Regions from separate parts of the Rattus norvegicus genome. Here region 1 is linked to region 2. Evidence: chromatin contacts called from public Hi-C data. All regions are on one chromosome and are shown on one strand. Each heading gives the region's core, a stretch centred on a gene start, on an enhancer-like site or on the middle of the called end of the contact. The rest is flanking DNA. Distances are from core to core; before and after follow the strand shown. Region 1 holds the start of Rbm17 (RNA binding motif protein 17). Region 2 overlaps Il2ra (interleukin 2 receptor subunit alpha).

Region 1 (5,958 bases), core at 2,011-4,510, 61 kb after region 2:
AGCTCAGTGGTAGAGCGCTTGCCTAGGAAGCGCAAGGCCCTGGGTTCAGTCCCCAGCTCTGAAAAAAAGAACCAAAAAAAAAAAAAAAAAAAAAGTGGGATAAGGGGGCTGGAGAGATGGCTGAGTGGTTAAGAGCACTGACTGTTCTTCCAGAGGTCCTGAGTTCAATTCTCAGCAACCACATGGTGGCTCTCAACCATCTGTAATGAGATCTGGTGCCCTCTTCTGGTGTGTCTGAAGACAGTGACAGTGTATACGACACACACCTTTAGTTCTTTTTTTTTTTTTTTTTTTTTGGAGCTGGGGACCGAACCCAGGACCTTGCGCTTCCTAGGTAAGCGCTCTACTACTGAGCTAAATCCCCAACCCCACAACACACACCTTTAATCCCAGCTTAATCCCAGCTCTTGGGAAACAGGCAAGAGGATCTCCGTGAGTTCAAGGCCAGCCTGGTCTAGGTAGTGAGTTCTGGGACAGCCAGGATTACATAGAAAAACCCTGTCTCAAAACAACAGCAAAAGCATTGCTATACACACTACACACAGTTGCAATCAAATTACAAGTTATGCAAATCATGCTAATTGAAAACCGATTTGTTTTCCTCTGAGAGCACCCAGCACTCTTCATGCCAGCCCCCAGTTTCTGTCCATTGTTCTTGCCAGGGTATTTGAGCTACCTGGCTTCAAATGTCCCTTCCTCTTGCTTTCTTCTAGAACATCTGCCCTCCTAATATTCTGGCTATGATTAACCAATGTCGTATTTTTGCTTCCTGCTGTCCCCACTCCAGGCTGCTGATATTGCTGGGAAAATTCACAGAACTTACTTGTGTTGGGGTTCCCATGTATGCTGGTTCTGTAGCTCCCCTTTCTCATACTGTTCCTCTTCCTAGCAGGAAGAAGAAAATTCTCGTATATAAACATTGTGTTCGCTGAAAGTTTAGAACAAGTGCATTGAGCTAAGAAGTTATGTAACTAGAAATATTAAATATTATGAAACTAGAAATAGAACAAACAAAAGGTTTTTTTTTTTAAGCCAGGCACATTCCTTTATCCCAACACTCAAGAGGCAGAAGCAAGGGGATCTCTGAGTTTGAGGCCACCCGGGTCTACCGAGTGAGTTTCAAGATGGCCAGGGCTACACAGAGAAACCCTGTCTCAAGAAACCAAAACCAAATCCAAGCAACACCCCACAGAAACCAGTAAAAAACAAACAAAACAAAAACACAAAAGGACGCCTATAATAGTAGACCTACCAAATTGATTTTATTTTAAAACCCCAGTTTTCTTTTTCTTAATGTGTTTTATTTTTCGAGTACAGGTGCTTGGTCTGCATATAAGTCTTGGATGCTGGATAGTGAACAAAGGTCCTCAGGTCCTCGGAAAGAGCAGGCAGTGATCTTAGCTATTCCCTTCTGTCTCACAAAAACAAAATCCCAGTGTGTGTGTGTGTGTGTGTGTGTGTGTGTGTGTGTGTGTGTGTGTATTCCTCTTCCCTATTTATTATTCCTTATAGTGTTTACTATGAATAATAAGATTGTGTTATTTGATGCATAGACTTCTCTTATTTTTTTTTAATTTATTTTATTTATTACATTAAGTACACTGTAGCTGTCTTCATGCACACCAGAAGAGGGCATCAGATCCCATTACAGATGGTTGTGAGCCACCATGTGGTTGCTGGGATTTGAACTCAGGACCTCTGGAAGAGCAGTCAGTGCTCTAAACCACTGAGCCATCTCTCCAGCCCCCTCTTATTTTTTTTTCCTGCAATCGGGACTGTGTTATAAAATGTCATTTTAAACTTTTGTCCAGAAATCAACCCGCACACATTGTTGCTATTTGATTTCTTTGTGTTTATCTGCCATAAACAGGTGCATTTCCCCAGTCTTGCATTTTCAGACTTTCAGAATTACTTAAATGCATTCTTATAAATCAGATTATAATGTTGGCGTGTTCACTCGTGCCAGGATTCACCTAATCCTCCACAGTTTCTGTGATGGCTGTTCCAGGTTGTCAACTTGACTACATCTGGAATGAACCACAACCCAGAAATGGAGGACACACCTGTGATCTGGATCTTGAGACTGGAAGACACAGGCTTCTGACTTGGATCTTGGCATGGAGATCATGAGACAGTGTCTATGAAAAGCTTAGGCCCAGGCAAGATAGTACATGCCTTTAATCCCAGGAGACTGAGGCAAGCAGTCCTGAGTTCAAGGCCAGTCTGGGACAAAGCAAGTTTTAGATCCAGGTGTAGAGCTTGAGGACATAAGACAATGGAAGAAGGAAGACTCAGTCTTCTTCTTCTTTGCCTGCTTGCACTTACTTGCCAGTACCTCTGTTGGGACCTCCTTCTTCAGATTGCAGCTTATAGAGAAGAGCGGCTTAAACGACCTACCTTGTGGGACTGAGCAACTACTAGACTCTTGGATTTCCCATTCACAGCTGCCCGTTGTTTGGTTAGTTGACTACAGACTGTCTGTCATTGCAATAAATTCATTTAATACATAGAGATATTCCATAAACTCTCTGATTATTGAAAACCCTGACTAATACAGTTTTATTAGCTTGATCTTTCTTCCTTTCTTTCTTTCTTTCTTTCTTTCTTTCTTTCTTTCTTTCTTTTCTTCTTCTCCTTCTCCTTCTCCTTCTCCTCCTTCTCCTTCTTTTTCTTTGTGGTTGTTGTTATTTTTCAAAATAGGGTTTCTGTGTAGTCCTGGCTGCTCTGGAACTCACTGTGTAGACACCAGCCTGTCTTCGAACTTAGAGACCAGTCTGTCTGCCTCTGCCTCCCGAGTGCGAGACTAAAGGCGTAGGTCACGACCACCCAGTTATAGGTTGAAATAAAATTTACCCATGGGAAAAAAACACGTTTACACAGAGCCCTGGTTTTTCTATAGTGTTTACATTCTTTCTCTGAAGACCCAGCTTCAATGCTATTCTGCAATATCTCGCCTTCAGAGTTGTATTTCCACCGTTTAGTATATAAAAGAGTGGTTGAGAATGAATAACTAGAGCTTAGGAAGGGATTCTCTTGGCTCCTGAACTCAAGGTCTGAAGGCACATGAATCTCGAAACCTTGTGCCAACGGCGCCATCTCTTGGCCGGCAGAGACGGGATGCAGTGTAGTCCTCCGGTCAGCAGGGTGCAGTGCGACCTGGGCAGTGCAGCTTTGCTTCCGCGAGTCGCACGCAGGCGCAGACGTGTACTCCCGGCAGCCCCCGCTCTCCTACCCCGCGCGGTGCATCACTTTGCGGACTCGGTGGAGGCTCGGTGCTGCGGCGGGCTCCGGCGGTGGGCGGGCTTCCGCGCAGGGCGGCCGGGCTCGGCGCTGCCGCCGCCGTGGCCCATGGGCACAGTCGTCTCGGAAGGCCGGGTGAGTGGCGCCGCGGCGGCCCTGGCAGGCGGTTCCGATCTGGAACGGAGACTCGGGTGAGCGCGCCTTCACGGATGCGCTGGACGCGAGGCCGCGGCTCTAGGCCGCGCCGTAAGGGGCGCGGGGATGCGGGCGCGGCACCCCGAGCTACCCGGGGGTTCCCAGCCCTCCACGGTAGGCTCCTTCAGCCTGCCATGCTCCCCTGGGCCGCCTAGATCTCCCCTCCACCTGTCGCGGTCCTCTTGACAGGAAGAACGTTCCTTTCTCCTCTTCATGGCCCATGTCCAGACCAAGGTGTTGAGTCGCTAGACCCCAGTAACCCAAGGTGCCTCGGGCCTCATGAACGGAGAGGCCAAAAACAAAAACAAACCCCCAAACTTGTTTCCTCCAGAGCACCTTAAGTGAGGGTAGAGGACGTTGTCTCACCTGGCTAGAGAGAGACAGTTGTAACCCCCGGCATGCTCAGGTCTGTGTTAAGGGAAGTTCATGTCCCTCCGCTAGCTTTTGAGCTTCTTCTACTTGGACCAGTTGCACTATGACTGCGTGCTTCAAGCTCAATGCTTCTCCAGGGGTTAGATCTCTTAAGAAGCGTGTTCGAAAACCCAGGGCTGGATTGATCCGAAGAACCAGAGTACAAGCTGGAAAGACCTGGAAGAGGAGCCGATGTTTATTCAGTTTAGAGGAGTTTTCTTACAAGGGCAGATCGGGAAAGGCTGCACCAATGAGGGAGTGGGGAAGCAACAGCCGAGGAGCGCTGTAGAGTATTCTGCAGTTTTAGACGGTGACAAGGGATGAAGAGGGGTTTAGAGGGGTGACCATCCATTGAGAAGTCAGGAAGGGAGGACCGTTGACATAAATTCTTATTGGTAAGGGTATATAAGGGTGGAAAGTATGGTTTTCTAGATGATTCCGCTTGTTCTCAGCATAGGTGAGGCCTGTCTCTCTGCAACAGGTGTCTTTTTTAGATCACGTGAGCACATTTATACTGGGATAAGCTGTAAGCATTTCGAGATAACAAAGTTTAGTAAATAAAGTAACCTAGCCCAGGGTAGCATATGCCTGGAACTCCAGTGCTTAGAAGGTGCAGGCAGATCAGGAGTTTTAGGACAAGTCACATGTGGAAAATACAGGAGTCATTTTTCTCCTACCGTATGGGTTCTCATTGACACCCCCCCCCATTTGTTATTACAAACCTCCCCTCCCCCCAACATGAATTTTTCACATATCCTTCCAACAGGGAACAGTTCACTCTAGTAGGTAATTCTACAAGTCAGAACAGTACAGAAATCTGCTCTGCCGTTGGCTTCAGTTACGAATTGCTCTGCTTTTGATAGGCTGTGGCCTATGGTATCTTGGTAATGTGGATGGGAAATTTAAACTGTTGGAGATAGTTACATGTGGAGGGGAATAAATGATTCTGTAAAATGTCATCCTTTTTTTAAGCCCTAAGTATAAGATAGAAATTGTGTTGTGGATCAAGCTAACAGGGGTAGACTTGTGATTGTGGCTACCTCCAGAATTTACTAAAACCCAGTGGCTGGCCACACTGGTGAGGGATTTTTTTGTGTGGTTTGTTTGTTTGTTTGTTTGTTTTGAGACAAGGTTTCTTTTTGTAACAATCTTGGCCCTCATGGGACTCAGAAATGGTTCTGAGCCACCATTACAGTTCAGTTGTTGGGAACTGAACTCAGCACCTCTGGAAAAGCAACCAGTACTCTTAACCACGGAGCCATCTCTCTACCACCTGGTTAATAACCATTAATAATGCCCCAAACAGAGATTGTCCATCTTACTTCATTATCTATTTTGTAACTGAAGGTTTTACTCTAGAGGACTGTTTTTAAAATAGTGCCTAGGAATAGTTTTGCAGGTTAGAAAGAACCTTGCACTTGTGACAGCAGGGACCGTGGTACAGCTATTTTAACAGAGATGTTCATAACTTGCTTCTGTTTTGCATTATTTAGTCTCTGCCCTTGCTTGTCTTTCAGTATTAAACCAAAAAGATGTCCCTATATGATGACCTGGGAGTGGAGACCAGTGACTCAAAAACTGAAGGCTGGTCCAAAAACTTCAAGCTTCTGCAGTCCCAGCTCCAGGTGAAGAAGGCAGCTCTCACTCAAGCCAAGGTAAAAGCAGGCCCAAGCAGGAGTGGGAAAGTCCACTGAGCTCCTTGAGAACAGCTTAGTTTAAGCTTGCCCCCTTGTTGGATAAATGCAAAATAGTGGATGGGGAGAGGGGTGGAGAGTTGATTACTTTACTTCTCTTGGCTCTTGGAACTAACAGGACAGTTTCATGGAGTAGGAATGAAACTCAGTCGCAAGACTGGCTTTAGACCGGAGGATGTCGGAGACTGACTTTGAACTGTTTTCAGATGATGCTTTCATACCGTGGTCCTAATATCCTCTGGCACTTCTGGTCTAGGCTGGGTCCCCCTAGTTTGTTGTAGGAAGCTTGGAATTGAGCTTTGCACGATAATCAGCGCCACAGTGTGCACCACGAAAGGCTCTGGTGTTTGTGAACATACCCAGCATGTGTAGTCATAGGTGGGAATTGCTCATCTGTGTTAGACATGGCATTGTCTTT
Region 2 (6,039 bases), core at 2,912-5,411:
TGAAAACCAAAATAAATTGAGTGAAAGTACAGAAAAAAGATACGCAGAGATAAGCACAGGAAAGCTGATATAGTTATGTAACCATCAGAAAGTAGTTTCGTGGAAAGGGGCATTTTACACAGCTAAAATGCCACTTTCCATGAAAGTACCAAGAATTCCACATAATGGCGTATGTAAGTCAGTGAGACCGTCTCAAATCACTTGTCATATGTTTATACTAAGTTAATTAAACAAGATACAAAGTTAGTTGCATTTACACAGCAGAACCATAAACTACTCAAGAAAAAGTTCAGCCACACCTACAAGAAGACTGGACTTGAAAATGGCAAAAGAATTTCTGCTGAGAAAAAAATTTTTAAGAGCAGTAAATAGGGAAACACACAATATTTATACATTGGAGGATTGGGTCTTAAAAAGACATGTCAGTTTACCTTCAATTCATCGGTTCGATGTACATTTTAGTAAAATTGGAAAGTTGTTTTCAAACATCCTTGGAAGTGTCTAAGATTGTAAAATAAAGTCTATGCTCGGAGACTCGTAACATCTGTCACCAACAGTATCAATAAAGCTAGTCATGGAGACAGCAAGCAACTGAGACAAAAACATGTACAGCAATGGAACATGAGTCCTAGAAGCTCATGAACACTTAATTAGCCACCCCGCCACCAATTTGCCAAAGCAATTCCACGAAAAGAGGAAATCGTTCTCAACAGATACTCTTGAGTCGCGTGGATAAGTGTGTAAATGGAAAAGAGTTTCCTTCCACGGATAGAACTTATTTTTCTTTCATATTAAGAATATATATACACAAACACACACACACACACACACACACACACACACACGCACATACTGCATGTAACCATAGGATTAAAGCTGTAATGCTTCTAAAAGGAAATAAAGGCTGACAGCTTTAGAAGTTGTGCATAGGTAAAGGATTTCTTAGGACCCAACATCCACTGAATATAAAAGAAAAACAGAGCTGGAAGATGGCTCAGTGCTGCCCTTCACAGAGGACCTGTGTTTTGTTCCCAGCCACCTGAACCAAGCAGCTCACAAACACCTGTAACCCTAGCTTCAGAGGGTCTGACCCCCTCCCACCCCCTCCTCCAGATTAAAATTATTATAAAGAAAAAACCCACAAAAGCATCAGCTAATCCGAAGACCACAAGAAAATAGAGAGGCTATGGCAAACTGTGAGAAAACCACTTATTATGTATAGATGACAATATTTCTTCCCAGAATACGTAAAGACCTCCACAGCAGCACCAAAAGGCAAATGACTCCACAGATGAACAAACACTTGAATAGCCACGTTTCCACAGAAAACATGATTATCAAAAACACACAACTGAAGTGGCGCTCACCAAGCCGTTAAGAAAATACTGGGGGTGGAGAGAGAACTTGGCAGGTTAATATACTTGACACTCAAACCTGACGGCCTGGGTCCAATCAGCAGAACCCATAGAGGAAGGAGAAAACCCACTCCTGAAAGTTGTTTCCTGACCTCCACACATGTGTGCTTATGCACTTCATACACACACACACACACACACACACACACACACACACACAAATAATAAATAACTTAAAAAAAAATAGAACACAAATTGAAAACCACCATGAATATTGCCCATTAGGATGGGCAAAATGAAAAACAAAAACCAAGGTGTAGGATGATGTCATTATGCAGGTGAAGGCAGGTCCATGCTAGAACAAGGCCTGTCATTGGATGAGAAGGAAGGATGGGGCGGGAGGAAAGTTTTAGAGAGGAGGGGGGGGGAGAGGGAGAGGGAGAGGGAGAGGGAGAGGGAGAGGGAGAGGGAGAGGGAGAGGGAGAGGGAGAGGGAGAGGGAGAGGGAGAGGGAGAGGGAGAGGGAGAGGGAGAGGGAGAGGGAGAGGGAGAGGGAGAGGGAGAAAACATAGAGAAATTAGACCAGTGGTTTCTTGTGGTAGGCAGGATCAACCTGAAGGAGACAGCAAAAAGAGCTCGGTGTTATTCAAATGCTTGTGCACACAGTTGCCAAAACTCATCAAGTGGCTTCAGAGTCATACGGCTTCCCTATAAACAGTCTGTCTTACATACCGCACACATAATACTTAGTAAACTAAAACAAAGCCTGCGTGCTTGGGGTCTGGAGAGATGGCTCAGCTGTTGTTCTTAATCATGCCCCACCATCACAAGGACCAGTTTTTGGATCCCAGCACCTACGCAGCAGGCAGGATACTCCTGCAAATGCCCGTAACGCTAGCCCCGAGCGGCAGTGCAGACAGGAAGACAGCTTGGACATGCTAGCTTCCAGACTTAGCTGAGAAAGTATGAGCCTCGGGTTCAGGGAGAGACTCTGCCTCAAAGGAATAGGCAGGGACTGGCAAGCGGGAGAACTGAAATGTATTGTGGACTTTAATAACACTCAGGCATGTGCTCTTATACACACGCGTGTGCGTACACTCACACAGGCACAGGTACACACACGTTAAGTAAGCTAACATAGTAAATAAAGCCTTTTAAGAATAATTGCGAGTCGTCAAGGATTCATCTAAATCATATTTGGACTCTGGTACCAAACCACAGGCCAAGAAATCTTCCAAGTGCGTAACTTTGAAAAAGTTCCGATAAGTTATCTTTGGCATAACTTTGCACCCCTAGGCATTCTCCAGTGTGTGGTGGTGTTTTTCTGGGAATGGAAATTTCCACAGTCATCAGACACTAGTCCAGTGTCCAAGGAGGTCATGTGGGGACATGGATGTCCAAGGAGGTCATGTGGGGACATAGAGATAGTGGTAGAACTTTGTACTCTCATAGATTTTCCATTTCTAAAAGACCCTTCCTCTGAATTGCTTATAATTTTCTCCTCCTGAAAGGCCTTGCCAAATGTGTTCTAAAATTTATTCAAAGACTCTGATGCAGAAGAGCCCGTGGGAAATGCAACCCTGGAGACGTTTTCTTTTTAATCCCTTAAGAGAAAATCTGGGTTATTCTTATCTCTTCTCACTCTGTTGTCATAAAAGAAACATCATCACAACAGCCAAAAATGGAGTAAAAAATAATTTTTTACAAGAGAGGTCACAAAGGAGAATTTCATGTACACAACTCAAAAAAGGAACCCTAATTTATTGTCCAAAATAACACCAGGGGACAGGTGTCTTCGCTCTCTACTTTTACCTCCTGAACACCACAAAATCATTTTTCCCAAATTCACCTCCCAGGCCTTTTCCGCTTTAATTCTTGGGATACGGGATTCCCAGGAGAGCCTATCTTAGACTCTGAGGTATATGGATGTGGTTTTGCCTTTCATGTAGGCACAGGGTCAAAGAAGCAGCCAGCAGTTGTTAACCAACCCAATACAAGGGTTCGGATCAGAGATCTACACTGGGGAAGTTATGCCAAACTCTTCCAGGGTTGAACATGTTGCCCATCTTATGTCAGATTCACCACGAGGGGTAGTCCCATTCTCTCCAAATCTCTTTCCCCCGTCACTCTCCCTGAAATAAGACCATAATGCAGTGATTATCTGGGGATCTAGTGTCTTCGGGAATTTCCTGAACAAATGGAATACAAGACGTTCTAGGAACGTTTGACTCCTTCAGCTAATACTCTATAAAGTACTCGTGCTGATCCTGTGGTCGTGCAGATCACAAAGCCTCCTCCCTGCGGATGGCAGCACAGAACAGGTAGAGAGAGAATGGCGTTTGCTGAGGTTTGAATGTGGAAAGTCGGTCCTTAGGCGTCTATGCTTGAACACTTCGTCCCCAGCAGGTGGCGCTGTTTGAGACGATTGCGGAACTTTTAGGGGTAGCTCCTTGCTGTGGAATGAGGTCATTTGTGCTTTTCTCACCAACCCCCTCTGCTCCCAGGAAGAGACATCTACATAGAGTAACCAGATCACGGAACACAGACTTGGCTCAGTACTTCTTACCCTAACTGCCATCCTCTTTGCGTGGTTTTATTGCCTCGCCTCCACTCCTCAAACAGAAAAGCGTCCCCTTTGTTTTTTTAGCAGATTTTTTTTTTTTAGAAAGAGAATAAAACTAGAAATAATTGCGCCTTGACATACTTCTGTGTCCCTTGAATTAAACGGCAATACTGACAGTTGGAGCGGACTCGGAAGACAAATGGTTCTTTTATCAGTCAGACAGCGCCCCTAATGGAGGACCACAAGAGAGCTCACAATGGTGAACATTCAAACCACCTGAAGAAACAGCCACACAGGGGTGGCTAAACTGTAGGGACTGAGCACTACTCTTGCCCTCCAGTGCACACTGAGCAGAGCCTTGGCACTTTGGGGTGTGCCTTCAAGGTGGTTTGTATTTTGACTCCGGAGGAAAGGTGGGCGAGTGGGAAACACTGTGGGCTGGGAGACAGTAGCATTGTTTATCTATGATGTCTAAGATGAGAACTTATTGGACCCTTGTTCCCAAGGTAAATGACACGAGAGGTACAGAAAAGCAGAAGGGCTCCCAAAGAGAAAGTGAACAGAGTTTGAGATAGGATTCGTTGCTACCTGGGAGATTCAAGGAAACATTGTTTTGTCTGTAGTGCAGCCAGCACTGAGAAAGCCTTCTCCTTGGTGCCTCTCGCTTCTCCTTCTATGGGGAGTGAGGACTGAGATTAGAAATCACTCACCAAGCATGATTTCTGCTGGTCAGGCATTGACTGAGCTTTGTAGTCGACTCACAAATGTATCAAGAGTGTGAGTCACCTGATGAACAATCTGGCTTTTGCCTGAAACATCCCCTTCGGCATCAAATCCGATAAGAAAGCCAATGTCACAGATTTCTCCAGCCCAAATCAATGGTTGGCTTTAACAGTCGGTGTTTTATGGGTGAAAGCTAAGCCACAGAACACGGTGGACATCATTTAACACGATCAAATGCTCAGCGTGGGAGACTCATAAGGAAGAAACTGTCCTTTCTGTGCCCTGTCTGTGAATTGTGGCAAACCCTAAGGGAAGACCTGAGCTCCCCAAGTTCAGAGATCCTGCTTCTGTGTCAGAGAGATGTAACCTCCAGGAGACGGGATGCCCTTCCCCCTTTCTGGCAGCCATCATTTGCAGGGAGATGTCTCATCCGTCTAAGCTATCTGGGTACCAGGTGATGTTTATTGATGTTGTGGTTCAGTTTAGATCATTATCTATGAAGTCAGAGCACCCAGCCCCCCCCCACTTGGGTTTTTTTTTTAAATATGTAATAACAGATCTAATTTCCAAGCTCCGCTTTGTGTATATTACCTCCAGTACTCTGTGCAGCCACACAAGGGAGACAGTCTCACCCGGCTTCACACAGCTGGAGACGGAGGTCCCAGGAGCTCAGGCTACCCAAGCCACACTCTCATGGTGGTGGGAACTGAAAGCCAGGAGTCTAATGGCTGCCTTTATGTTTATCCTTAAATTTTTTTTCCCTTTTACCTCAGGAAATTGCTTCAAATAAGAAAACTCATGTGTGTTAGGAGAGATGTTACAAAGAGGGTGAGGACAGTATGAATCTCCAAAGTTAGAAATAAACACACACAAACCACCCCGTTTCCCCTTCTGACCTGCTTCTCTTAGTGACTGTTAACCATCCGAGCCAATTTCCATATATTCCTGATCTTCACATCAGCTCAGCTCTCAAGAGCCACAACACTCTGACTCCCTCTCCATTGACTTTCAAGAGTCTCATATAACCCAGCAATTGCCCACCTCTGTGGCAACAGCACCCTACCATTTCCCTCTGTACCACCTCTCTCTACCCTTCCAATGGCATCCCTAATACCATGGAAACAAAGAACTAACCTGAAGGGAAGCCCAACTTTGTGATTTACTGCGGATACAAGCCCTCTCTTTCCTCTCTTTCACCTAAATATGCTAAGTTCTTGGCAAGGAAGGTTGACTTCATTCTCGGTTTATTTTAAGCATCCAGGTGCCAATCAAATAGCAGGTGGCAGCTTCCTTGAACTGTCAATCAGCAATATGATGAAAACAGCATCCCAAATGCCTTAAGACATCGCCTTTCTCCCCACGGACTTGTCCTTCTGAGGTTTTTATATTGGTGCCTATT

Evidence for each region. Hi-C and Micro-C count contacts between places; a contact is called where the count stands out from the background.
Region 1: a Hi-C map of the A7r5 cell line shows a contact between it and region 2, with 4 times the contacts expected there. The contact joins the promoter of Rbm17 here to the enhancer-like site in region 2. A contact is called at or near these places in 10 of 12 Hi-C or Micro-C datasets (the A7r5 cell line, Schwann cells, frontal cortex and 5 more) and 1 of 1 datasets of contacts at active chromatin or transcription factors (oligodendrocytes).

Annotation. Positions count from the first base shown.
Region 1 is chr17:71,843,681-71,849,638 of GRCr8, forward strand. Rbm17 (RNA binding motif protein 17) reads left to right here and starts at 3,261. Exons shown (of 12, transcript NM_001013058.1): 1 at 3,261-3,375; 2 at 5,364-5,501. The coding sequence starts at 5,379. It also overlaps the pseudogene Psmc6-ps1.
Region 2 is chr17:71,781,345-71,787,383 of GRCr8, forward strand. The region is part of intron 1 of Il2ra (interleukin 2 receptor subunit alpha); the gene reads right to left. Among named protein-coding and RNA genes, the nearest start is that of Il2ra, 24 kb to the right of the region's middle. Within about 2 kb of position 4,162, at least 36 of the 93 cell types and tissues checked have an H3K27ac peak or open chromatin away from gene starts, as enhancers often do. A contact at or near this core is called in the A7r5 cell line and liver, where this site is marked.